Regions from separate parts of the Sus scrofa genome. Here region 2 is linked to region 1. A link is a contact called in public Hi-C data. All regions are on one chromosome and are shown on one strand. The core of a region is the stretch at or near the end of the contact, and the rest is flanking DNA. Distances in the headings are between cores, read along the strand shown.

Region 1 (6,026 bases), core at 757-3,256:
AAAGGTGCCAGGGCAGTAGCAACAACAGATCCTTAACCACTAGGCCAGCAGGGAACTCCCAGAATGCTTGATTTTATAGCATTACAGCTGGATAACACCAATATCTTACATATCTTAAATAAGCTAACATTTTATTTTTATTTATTTGTATACTTTTTGTCTTTTGTCTTTTTAGGGCTGCACCTGTAGCCTATGGAGGTTCCCAGGCTAGGGGTGGAATCCGAGCTACAGCTGCCTGCCTACACCACGGTCACAGCAACGCAGGATCTGAGCCTTGTCTTCAACCTACACCACAGCTCATGGCAACGCTGGATCCTTATCCCACTTAACGAGGCCGGGGATGGAACCCACACCTTCATGGATACTAGTCAGGTTGTCCGCTGAGCCACGACAGGAACTCCGATAATCTAACATTTTAGACAAAGATTCTGACTTTGCATTGAACAAGAATTGACTTCGGCTTTTTCCTAGCCCCTTCAAAGGCCCTCAGTACTCCAAAAAATTACATAGGATTTTGTATTAGCAGTTGAGAGCTGGGAGGGACCACTGGAACCATCCCATTCCAACACCATCTTTATACAAATGGGGAAAGTAATAGGAGGGATTAAAAAAACCATCTAGTAGGAATTTGTCTATGACATCACACTGACTCAGAGTCATTAATTGGTGTTAACATTGTTAATCTGGTTGATGAAATTAACAGCTGCAGATTTTAAATGGGCAATACTACTCATTATTTTGGACTTTACACTATTTTTTGAAAAAAATTTAAATAACTGATTTACAATTTGATGTTAGTTTCATATATGTGTTTTTTCAAATTCCTTTCTCTTACCGGTTATTACAAAATATTGAGTATAGTTCCCATTCTTTTATTTTTATTTTATTATTATTATTTTTTGGTCTTTTTGCTATTTCTTGGGCCGCTCCCGCGGCATATGGAGGTTGCCAGGCTAGGGGTTGAATTGGAGCTGCAGCCACCGGCCTACGCCAGAGCCACAGCAACGCTGGATCCGAGCCGCGTCTGCAACCTACACCACAGCTCACGGCTACGCCGGATCGTTAACCCACTGAGCAAGGTCAGGGACCAAACCCGCAACCTCATGGTTCCTGGTCGGATTCGTTAACCACTGCCCCACGACGGGAACTCCTAGTTCCCATTCTTTTAAATATGAATTCCAATTAGTTTATTACAGGCGTGCCTACAAGGCATTCCCAAATAAGTCTCCTCCCTTATCCGAAATGGGTCATTTAGTATTCTGCTTTCAAGAGAGTACATCCCTAAAATGCCAACAAAACAAACTGTTGGGAAGGGTTTTTTTTTTTTTAATTTATAAACAGCTTAGACTTTATGAACAAACCCAGAAGTGTTCATTTGTCTCTTCAGTTTCCAAACTGCACAACGTTACTGAGCATTTTACGACCGTGTCACACAATTTCTGCCATAGCCGGGCGAGAAAAACAGAAGCCGGTGTAGGAAAGGGAGGCCTGTGGCAGTTAGTGTCGCGCTTGGCGCAGAGAAGTCGCAGAGCGAGTCCGGCTGGAGTTAGCCATTTCCTTTCTTCCCTGATACTTCGGACTGCGGGCGGACTATGTGGGCCGACACGGAGCAGGTCCAAGCGTTCGTTCCTCTGCCTTTTCCCCGCATCCCCAACTCTGGAAGCGAGGGCGGGAGGCATGTGCTGGGCGCTACCGGGCGCCATGGTTAGGTCGGTCGTAGGCACATCCGGACTTCTGCCCTCGGTCGAGCCCCACGCGCGCTTCCAGTTTCCCGAGCGAATGGAAAGCTTCTTAGGAAACCCCAGACCCCTCCTCTTGAGGAAGGGCGCAGACGGCGTCCCCGTTTCCAAGGAAACTAGGCCTGCCATGACGTCACTTCCGCTGACCTGTCTGGACTCCAGACTGTTGGGAGAAAAAGAGGAAAACTGAGCCACAGCCACGACAGTGGATGCGAGCGTCTGCCGTCTGCGCATGCGCCCGCTCAGCGGCCTGCTTCTATTTATGTGGGGGATCCAACATGGCGGCTGCGGCGACCCTGGCGATGGCGGTGCAGCCCATCAGAACGTAGTGGCGGGGAAGGGGGCACGGTCCGCACTCACGGTGGCGTCGGCGGAGACAGCTGAGGGTGGTGGAGGGAAGAAAAGCGACGGAGAGCAAAAGGAAGGGCAGGCAGGCAAACAACTCGGCGAAGAAACGAGCGCCGGCTCGAGCGAAGGCAGAGGGCCAGAACAGTGGGGATGGCGGAGCCACGCAGAGTAGCGTTTATTAGCCTGTCACCGGTGAGGCGGCGCGAGGCCGAGTACCCGGGGGCCGAACGCGAGCCCGAATACCCTCGCGAGCCCCCCCGGCTGGAGCCGCAGCCGTACCGCGAGCCCGTCCGGCCGGAGCAGCTAGCCCCGCGGGAGGCTGCCCCCCGGTCGGACGCGCAGCCCCCGCCGCGGGAGAAGCCGCTCCCCCAGCGCGAGGTCAGCCGCGCCGAGCCGCCCATGTCGCTGCAGCGCGAGCCCCCGCGGCCCGAGCCGCCGCCGCCGCCGCCGCCTCCGCTCCCGCAGTTGCACTTGCAGCCGCCCCCGCCGCGGGAGTCGGTTTCCCGGGCCGAGCCGCAGCAGAGGCCGCCGAGGGAGACCGTACGCCTGGAGCTGGTGCTCAAGGATCCCACCGACGAGAGCTGCGTGGAGTTCAGTTACCCGGAGCTGCTACTGTGCGGAGAACAACGGGTACAGGAGATTCCTCCCTCATCCCCCAGACCCCGGGAGCCTCAGGACCCGTCCTCCTTCCCCAGTGGTTTTCGCCTTCCGACGCCCACCTGGAGCATCTCGGGTCGCCCCGGAGGGTGGCTGGAGGGGGCAGGGGCCGAGCGGGTGGGTGGGTGGTTGGTGCTGCTTTCCTCTGCTCCCTAGGGTTGGCCGTGGTTCCCACCGGGCTCCATCGAGCCCCCCTCGTGAGCCCGCTCCAAACGCCGTTCCTAGCCAGCTTTTTCTTTTTGCTTTCCCCACAAAATCTGGGGGCCCTGCAAGTTGCGTTGTTGGGTTATGCTGGGGGAGCTCTAGCAGTGCTTTCAGTAGAAAGGAAGAGAAAACCTTGGGGGACACGCCCCCCAGTCTGAAGCAGAGAGATTGTGTAACCCCTCCAATATCATCCTCACCTTCGTCGTTATTTGTTGTGCTCAGCGTTGAGATGTGCTTCGGAGCCTGGGGTATTTTTCTCAATTGAAGGAGATTTAAAAGTAATCTAAAAATTTTTCAGATTAAAGATTCCACTTTAGGAATGAAGGATAAGTGGGTTAGTTATCTGGTACCTTGTTTTTCAGCCCTGTGTTGATATTGATACACCTTTTAAGCTTTGCTTTCTCTGCAATTTGTTCATATTAGAAGGATGTCAGTCTTGTTTTATTTGGTGCTTACCATCATATTCTCATTTGAGTGCGTATCATTAGTGTATAGGACCTTGGAGGATATTGCGCTTCGCCGTTGTAATTTTTGGAGAAATGATGGGGGAAAAAATCTTAGCTTTGAATGTTTAAAAAAAACTTTGCTGAAAATATATAGCTATGCCTTTGGTGGAACTGGTAAACAATGGAGGTAGGAGGAAGGTTTGTTGGTAACTGTAATTTTTATTGTTGTTGGTTGATGATCTTCAGAAGTAAACTAGAAAAGAAAATGATAGAGTAACAGCAATAAGAGGACAATTTCCTCTGCTGTTTAGAGACTGTGGTCTTTATTACGTTTTGCACAGGTCTAATGGATTCTAGAAGTCACCTGTTTTGTTTTCATTTTCAGTTATCATTGATACGAATGACTTAGTTTTTAAAATATCATCTTAAACAGTGTTGCTAGATTTTATTTTAAGGCAAACTAATCTTTTGATCATTTTTTTTTACACATTATTGTTGTGTGGTCAAATCACTACTCAGGGTTTGCAACCAGAATGAATTGTTAAGGGTACACAGATCGTTTTGGTCATTTCCACATAATGTTTTGCCCCTTAGACTCACTGTAGTGCCTTTGTTATTTATAAAGCAATGCCGTTTTTCCCCCAAATAATTTCGAGAATATTGGATGGGAGCATTTTTCCAATAAATTGTACCATAGCTGATCTTCTAATCTAAGTAGGTTTGCAGTTTTACTCCCTAATCTGCTTCATAAATTACGGGTGATTATATTTGGGAAAAAAATACATACTAATGGCTAACATTTGCAGAGTTCTTAGTATGGTACAAGGCTTGTGGAGTTAAGTCCATCAGAGCTCCGTAAGACAGGAACCATTATCTCCACTTTACAATGAGGAGGCTGGTCATATGTCATTTTATTAGGATTTTTTTCCTGTATTAGTACCAATTCTTAATAAAACAAAATTTCTTGTGATTAACTTATATAGTTTACATTTAGAAAGTCCTGCTAAAATGAACTGAAATGAGATTTTTAGTAGGAATACAAAGACTTCTGTTATGATCCTCTTTATGCTGTAATATTCATGCCATGATAAACTAATAGATATATATCTTTTAGTTATAAAATTAATTTTGACACCTACCTTATTAACTTGATAGTGTAAGAACTAATAATTTCATGTAGGAGAAGGATGAATAATTCAGTTTATGCTATCAATTTAGGTTATATTAGTCCAGTTTTCTTGTATATTTCAGCCATATATTATTTGTTATTATTTGAAGCAAAAAGATCCATACAGTGTACCTTTGCAACAAAGATTTGCCACATTTTCCTATGATTACTCTTATGAGCATATTTGTTATGTAAGAAAGTGTAGAAAACAGTTTTCTAAATGAAAGTGTCACATTTCCATGAAAGGAAATTTTAGGAGGAGAAACCATCAGAAAGCAAAATGTAGGGAGTTCCTTGGTGGCCCAGCAGTTAAGGATCCTGTATTGTCACTGCTGTGGTGCGGTTCCATCCCTGTCCCGGGAACTTCCATGGGCCATGAGCATGGTCAAGAAAAGCAAAATGTAACCAATAAAATGAATCTGCAAAGTTGGTGTTTCCCAAATTTGGTTTTTCTTCCCCTCAGGAGGAGTCCATTATATTTTTAGTGATGATGTAATATTTTCAAAATAGTTTTAATTTTGAACTATTGTAATTGAACAGCATACTGTATAGCAGGGTAAGAGTAGAAAGGGGAGGAAAAGAAATCCTGTAAAATTAAAAGAAAAAAAGATTCTTGGAGTTCCCGTCGTGGCGCAGTGGTTAACGAATCCGACTAGGAACCATGAGGTTGCGGGTTCGATCCCTGCCCTTGCTCAGTGGGTTAAGGATCCGGCATTGCTGTGAGCTCTGGTGTAGGTCCGAGCAGACATGGCTCGGTCCTGCGTTGCTGTGGCTCTGGCTTAGGCAGCAGCTACAGCTCCGATTTGACCCCTAGCCTGGGAACCTCCATATGCTGCAGGAGCGGCCCAAGAAAAAGCAAAAAGACGAAAAAAAAAAAAAAAAAAAGATTCTGAAATTTTGAAATAGCTGTCTAGCATCCAATAAGATTTTTTTGTTTGATAGGTATAAGTATAAAAAATCTGTTACACATGCATACTATCTATACTGGGGTTAATTTAAATCATCCCTCTTCATAAATACAAAATGAACAATAAAACTCCAGTTAACAGAAGAAGGCAATCACATTTTCCCAAACTTTATTAATAAGGGGAAACACGAGTGTATGTTGGCAAAACATGGAAAACAACCCCCCCCCCCAGGTTGTCAGGACACTGGTTAGCTAAACCCTTAACCTGGCTGTCTCTGTAAAATATTGGTCTCTGATTGAGGTTGAGGCATTGCACTCATCTCTATTCTGAAAGATTAATTTGTTCAGGGGAATTGATACACATATTCTTTTTAAACTCTTGGTAAACCAGAAGATATGAACATGATTAATTTAACATTTAGTATGAAAGGAAAAGTAGTGTTAATGTAATCATACTGTTACCACAGAATTCTGTGGTATTTTATTGCTTGTCATGTTGCATATTTCAGATAACATATGTGAAAGATCAGAAAATGGTGTTAATACGTTAATGTCAA
Region 2 (6,628 bases), core at 2,294-4,793, 58 kb before region 1:
AGGATCCGCACGGCATCTGCGACCTACACCACAGCTCATGGCATCGCTGGATCCTTAACCCACTGAGCAAGGCCAGGGATCAAACCCGAGTCCTCATGGATGCTAGTTGGGTTTGTTAACGGCTAAGCCACGTTGGGAAGACCTAGTTTTTATTTTATAGTTCTTTAGAAATTGCTGTACTGTTGCAATGGCAAGAAAGTTGCAAGTTCCAACTTTGCCTCTTAGCCCTGCAACCAGTTTTTGGGCACCTGTTATTATATCGTTCATAACACCTTAGGTTCTGAGAGCTACAGTTGGGAATAAGAGCTTCTTCTCAAGTACACGAAATGCTGTATTCTGCTCTTCATAATTACAGCTACAGTTCAAACAGCCTCTCTGGGGATTTAGAGGCTTAAAGCAGTATCACAAACGGCTGGAAATCAGAGATCATTTCAATGGATTTAGCAAGAACAACAGGGCTGTTAACAGCATAATGAGCAACACTGCCCTTAGACCTTGGTGGGAAAGACCTCTACCCTGGACTCTGTGGGTGTTTTGTTTTGTTTTTTGTTTTTGTAGCTTTTTAGGGCTGCACCTGCGGCATATGGAGGTTCCCAGGCTAGGGGTCAAATTGGAGCTGCAGCTACCAACCTACACCACAGCTCACAGCAATGCTGGATTCTTAACTCACTGGGCAGGGCCAGGGATTAAACCCACATCCTCGTGGATACTAGTTGGGTTGATTACCGCTGAGCTGCAGTGGGAACTCTGTTAATTACTCTGTTAATTCTGAGGGTTGGACTAGATGTCCTTCACAGATCCTTTCCAGCTCTAATATTCCATGATTCGATGATTTTAGACCACTTTTGCAACTGTGTTAACTGGGTTCAGGAGTAAGATAGACAAGCAGTGCAATCAACACATATTTATTATAGTTCCTTATTGTGCATAAGTGTTGTAACCTAAAGCAATGAGGCCAGGTAAGAATCATGGGATTAAGTCATAAAGCAGCCATAGCCAATTGTAGAAGATGCTCAAATCACTTAGTTTATTGTACTCAATACACTCAAACTAGTCACACCCAATATTTAAGAAATCAGGGGTTGGAGTTCCCATTGTGGATCAGAGGTTAACAAATCCAATTAGGAACAATGAGGTGGCGGGTTCGATCCCTGGCCTTGTTTGGGGGGTTAAGGATCCCACATTGCCTTGAGCTGTGGTGTAGGTCGCAGACGCGGCTCAGATCCTGCGTTGCTGTGGTGTAGGCTGGCGGCTACGGGAACCTCCATATGCCTCGAGTGCGCCCTAGAAAAGACAAAAAAATTAAAAATAAAATAAAATAAAAAGAAATCAGGGGTTTAATGAACCACTCTAAGAGATCCGGGAAGGGAGGCTTCTTCAACAAAGACAGCTAGCATGGGTTCAGATGCAGGTACTGGCAACCCACATAAGGTAGGCTTTTCTCAGCAATCGCCTTCTCCTCCAGCAGAGCCTCAAGCAGCTTCTGACATGGGCTGTCTCCTGGGGAATGGCTGTGCCCTGTCACGACCCCTCTCCAGCAACTACACTCAGATTCCATCTTTTGTGAGTTATAGTCTGTGGGGTGCAACAGTTAGAACCTCAGCTACAAGAAGCCTTACTTGTGGACAGAAAAAAAAATGTGGCCTGTCATTTCAGAAAACAAAGACTACTGCATGCCACTTCAGTAAACCGTGAATGAGGGCCACTGCACTCTCCCTCCCTCTGCCCAATGGTGTACCCTGTGGGGAACTGATATAAATCATAGAGGCCCTAGATTCATATCAAAGAAATAAATCAAGGATCCCAGACACTTGTATCTTCCTATACATAGACAAGCAATAAAATCCTCAAGAGTTCTGTTTTTTGTAATTAGTACTAATTTTTTGATGTTCAAGTACATTTTCTCCCCAGCAAAAATTACGATATATCCTGGCTCCTCTCTTACCTTTTAGAACAGTTACTCAGAGCTGTCTGAGAAGCTGATTCCCAGGCTATAGTCCTTAGTAAGTTTCCCAAATAAAACTTGACTTTCAGCTTCTAGGATTTTTTTTTTTTCTCTGTTTTTTTAAGGCCGCACCTGTGGCACATGGAAGTTGCCAGGCTAGGGGTTGAATGGGAGCTATAGCCGCCACAGCCACAGCAATGTCAGATCCAAGCCATGTCTAAGACCTACATCATAGCTCTTGGCAACACTGGATCTTTAACCTACTGAGCGAGGCCAGGGATCGAACCTGTGTCCTCATGGATACTAGTCAGATTTGTTTCCGCTGAGCCACGACAGGAACTCCAACCTTTAGGTTTTTTTAAGTCATCATACAGGTATGGACACAGAAAAGTTAGGATCCATAAGATGAAGGGCATTGCTCACCTTTTCCACGAGGGCTAAGTGGCAAACCATTGCAGTTGGTGACCAACAGCACTTTTGGAGCAATTTAAGACAAAAACAGGATAAGGCATCTATGCTTTGGACACACAGGAATAGGCAGGTCCCATAGACAGTGAGATATACAACTCAGGAAGAATTTTAATGACCTCAGATTCTTACAGCTTCCCATACATCAAAAAGCTAAAAAGATTAACTAGAAAAGACTATTCCTTGTTGTTAGCAGTAATATTTTACCAAGATAGATGCTTGACTGCAGGCATTCACCAGCCAGAAATCATATGTAAACTGGTTTCTCCCACACTTCTTCCGAGGAGTTGGCTCAGGGCTGAGTGGCTGATTCCTGGTCCTTTTTCCTCCTCAACAAGATGCTGAATAAAACTTAATAAAACTTTACTATTCTTATGTTGTGTTTGTCTTTCTGCACACCTGTAAAATCAGTTTACTTATCTAACTTCACACTTGCATCTTAATTTAAATATTCAAAATCTTATGGAGTTCCAGTGTGAACTGGCCTTGTCACTGCAGCGGCTCGGGTAGCTGCTGTGGCAAGGGTTTGATCCCCAGCTTGGGAACATCTGCAAGACACAGGTGCGGCAAAAAAAAAAAAAAAAAACAAAGTCATAAATCAGACCTTTAGAAACAATCCAGATGTTTGCCACTTCGGCCACTGTGATTCCATCTTGTATTTCCTTATTTCTAGCAAATCATAAGTTCTATTCTAAATTCTGTGAGCGGGAATCTTAACATAAAGTCACATCACAATAATAGGTTTATCTATGGAAATAGGAAACTGGATTATGGTGAACTCCCGCCTCCAAACATAAGTTCCCTGGGTTAGGCAGAAATTCCTTTCAAGGCTTTCCCAAGCACAGCCTGAGAGACCTTGGTCACGTGCTATGCCCGTCACCACCCAGGGTTGCTATGGAGCCCAACGCGGTCCAAATCGGAAGTGGTCCTTGAAAATTACTTTCCCAGGAAACTTGCATTTGAAAAACAACGTCACTCTAAATCTCTTTTTCATAAAGTAAACTCACAGAAATACAGTCAAACTCTCGGTCTCAGCACAGAGAACGACGCTATCCTCCGGAGAAAGAATCTTCCACTTCCGCCGCTGCAAAAACTCATAGGAACCAAGATGCCGAGGGCATGGGGTCTCCGGCGAGCGCTTCTCTGGACGGACCGGTGCACAGCCGGGTTGCCGTGGAGACCGAGCGAGCTTCGTGGATGCCTAGGCGCTACTGAGGCCCAGCTTTCTGCTGTCTGTTTGCCTTCGGGGCTCGCAGAACCGACGCCAAGATGGTTAGTGGCTTTGAACAGTGAAGGAGAAGTTTCGAGATTAGAGGTTCCCAGCACATTTCTGGGTTAACTCGAGGAGCGTCCGCAGAGGATGATCTGTGGTACCCTCCCCATATTCCCAGGGGGGACGGGGTGCAACTGTAAATATATGGTTGCGTTCTTTCCTCCTGACTCTCCATTTCCCTTTTGCTGAGCTGCGCGTGGGATGGAAAGCAGACCAAGAGAAGGCTGAGGTGACAGAGCTGCGCAAAAGCATCTCTTACCTCTCTGTAATTGGAGGAGATAATGAAGTTTTCTTTCAGCTGAAGCACAGATTGATGGCCCTTTTAGTAAAATACGTGTTACAGAAAAAGTTTGAATAGGCTTACCTGGCGGTCATCGTTACAGGATTTGACTTATAAATCCTGGAGCTGTCATTCTCAGTTTAAAGTTCACTATAGGGGAGTTTCTTGGTGGGGCAGCGGGTTAGGTGGATCTGGGTTTGTCAGTGCACTCGCTTGTGTCACTGCTGTGGCGCAGGTTCGATCCCTGGCGGGGGAACTTCCACATGCCACAGCTGCTGCCCCCTCCCAAAAAAAATTGGTTATCAAAATTGGCATAGAGCTGCCTTTGTTATTTCTTTCACAGATGCTTTCAAGAGCCAAACCTGCTGTAGGTGGGGACCTACCGCACACTGACAGAAGAAAGAAGAAAGGTAGGAAGATTCCAAAACTAGAGGAGCTACTTTCACAAAGAGATTTCACTGGAGCTATTACTCTGTTGGAGGTAATGTCCAAAGAAGGTTGCTTCTTGAGAGGTGAATAACCAGAACATAGATTAATGCTTGGGTGAATGCTGGTGGCTATGTTGTTGGAACAGCTGGGTGCATGCTGTACCTGTACATCTCCAGGTACAGATGCCAAATTCCAAGTTAACTATAAACCTGATTAGAAATGAAACGATAGACCTTTTTTTGTCTTTTTTTTTTCCCTTTTTTTTGTCTTTTTCCCTTTTCTAGGGCCGCTCCTGCGGCATATGGAGGTTCCTAGGCTAGGGGTCGAATCGGAGCTGTAGCCCGCCAGCCTACGCCAGAGCCACAGCAACGCGGGATCCGAGCCACGTCTGCGACCTACACCACAGCTCACGGCAACACTGAACCCTTAACCCACTGAAGCAAGGCCAGGGACCAAACCCACAACCTCATGGTTCCTAGTCGGATTTGTTAACCACTGCACCACGACAGGAACTCCTTTTTTTTTTAATTTAATTTAATTTAATTTTTTTTTAATTTATTTTTTAAGAGACTCTTTTTAATTATGTCTAGTCCCACTGGTGGTGAATACAACCTAAAAATAATAGAGGGACATTTAGAACACTGTCAGTTCACACATTGTTCATTCCGCATCCAAATCAATTTGTGATTTACTCCTATTATATGTTATGACATTTAAATCAAATTTAAAGAATTCTGTCATATTTCATACTTATTGTCTAAAATACCACATCTTCAGAGGATGTTTCAAATCTCTATGAAGTAGTTCTCAACTTTTAATATGTATCAGCGACACTTAGTGTACTTATTAAAATGTACATTCCTGAACTCTGTCCTATATGTCCTATATATTCTGATTCTTTACAGAATTAGTCTCCAGTGATGCTTAGGAACTAGTATTTTTCACGAGCAGCCTAAGTGCTTCTGATGTAGATGGTCCAAGGATACCATGCTTTGGCAAAGTGCTTTGTGGGGAGCACCTGTTATAGGAGAATGAAGGAGTGCACCAAAGATTGAAGAGACAAAAGAGTTTGGGGAGGGAGATCCCTTCGTGGCTCAGTGGTTAATGAACCCAACTAGGAACCATGAGGATGCGGGTTTGATCACTGACCTCACTCAGTGGGTCAAGGATCCGGCCTTGCCCTGAGCTGTGCAGTAGGTTGCAGATGCGGCTTGGATCCCCGAGTTGCTGTAGCTGTGGCATAGGTTGGCAGTTGTAGTTCTGATTCAATCCCTAGCCTGAGAACTTCCACATGCTGTGGAAGCAGCTCTAAAAAACCAAAAAAAAAAAAAAAAAAATTAAAACTGAAAAAAAGAAGTTTCAGGAGTTTTTTGGCCATACCTGCAGCAGGCAAAGTTCCTGGGACAGGGATTGAACCCATACCACAGCTGCGGCCTGAGCCACAGCAGTAACAATGCCAAATCCTTAAACTTCTGAGCCACCAGAGATCCCTGAGATGAAGAGTTTAGACAGCATAGCCTGATTGTGTTGTGCCACAATAATTTCTCTTAAAGCACTACTCCAGCCATATTATTCTATCACCAATAATTGTTTTAATTAGCTTTATGTGTCTTTCTCGGTCTTTCATGTATAGTCCTCTGTTTCCTACTAGTTCTTTCATATGAAGCATATTGTTTAACTCTTTTGGCATCAGCTTTCTCATCTTTATTTTTTTATTTTTAATTTTTTTTTTTTGCTTTTTAGGGCCATACCTGTGGCACATGGAGGTTCCCAGGCTAGGGGTCTAATTGGAGCTGTAGCCGCCGGCCTACACCACAGCCACAGCAACTTCAGATCCGAGCCATGTCTGTGACCTACACCACAGCTCATGGCAACGCTGGATCCTTAACCTACCGAATGAGGCCAGGGGTCGAACCTGCTTCCTGGTGGATCCTAGTCGGGTTCGTTAACCGCTTAGCCGTGACGGGAACTCTGATGCATGTCTTAATTTTTGTCAGTCTCTTTCTCTCTTCTCTCATTTCTTTGCGCCAGGGACCGCCTTTTCCTGCTTGTGTAATCCCATGCTGCCTTTAAATTGTCAAGGAGGCTCTGCTCTGTGTTTACATGCCTGAGTAGCCAAAGTACAATGACGCAGGGAAGAGGAACTGCCATGGTTTGGGGTGAGGAAGTCTCTAGAGCTCTCCCTGAGCTTCAGGGAATTCCTGCAGCAAATTCAAGAGGACCTCAGATAAGA

What was found. Hi-C and Micro-C count contacts between places; a contact is called where the count stands out from the background.
Region 2: a contact with region 1 is called in a Hi-C map of alveolar macrophages, with 1.8 times the contacts expected there. The contact joins the promoter of TTC26 here to the promoter of UBN2 in region 1. A contact is called at or near these places in 6 of 47 Hi-C or Micro-C datasets (alveolar macrophages, blood, fetal heart ventricle and 3 more) and 2 of 2 datasets of contacts at active chromatin or transcription factors (alveolar macrophages and skeletal muscle).

The regions. Positions count from the first base shown.
Region 1 is chr18:10,447,223-10,453,248 of Sscrofa11.1, reverse strand. It overlaps UBN2 (ubinuclein-2), which reads left to right and starts at 2,006. Exons shown (of 16, transcript XM_021079092.1): 1 at 2,006-2,717. The coding sequence starts at 2,238.
Region 2 is chr18:10,506,510-10,513,137 of Sscrofa11.1, reverse strand. It overlaps TTC26 (intraflagellar transport protein 56), which reads left to right and starts at 3,543. Exons shown (of 17, transcript XM_005657746.3): 1 at 3,543-3,685; 2 at 4,310-4,447. The coding sequence starts at 3,683. It also overlaps the pseudogene LOC110257599.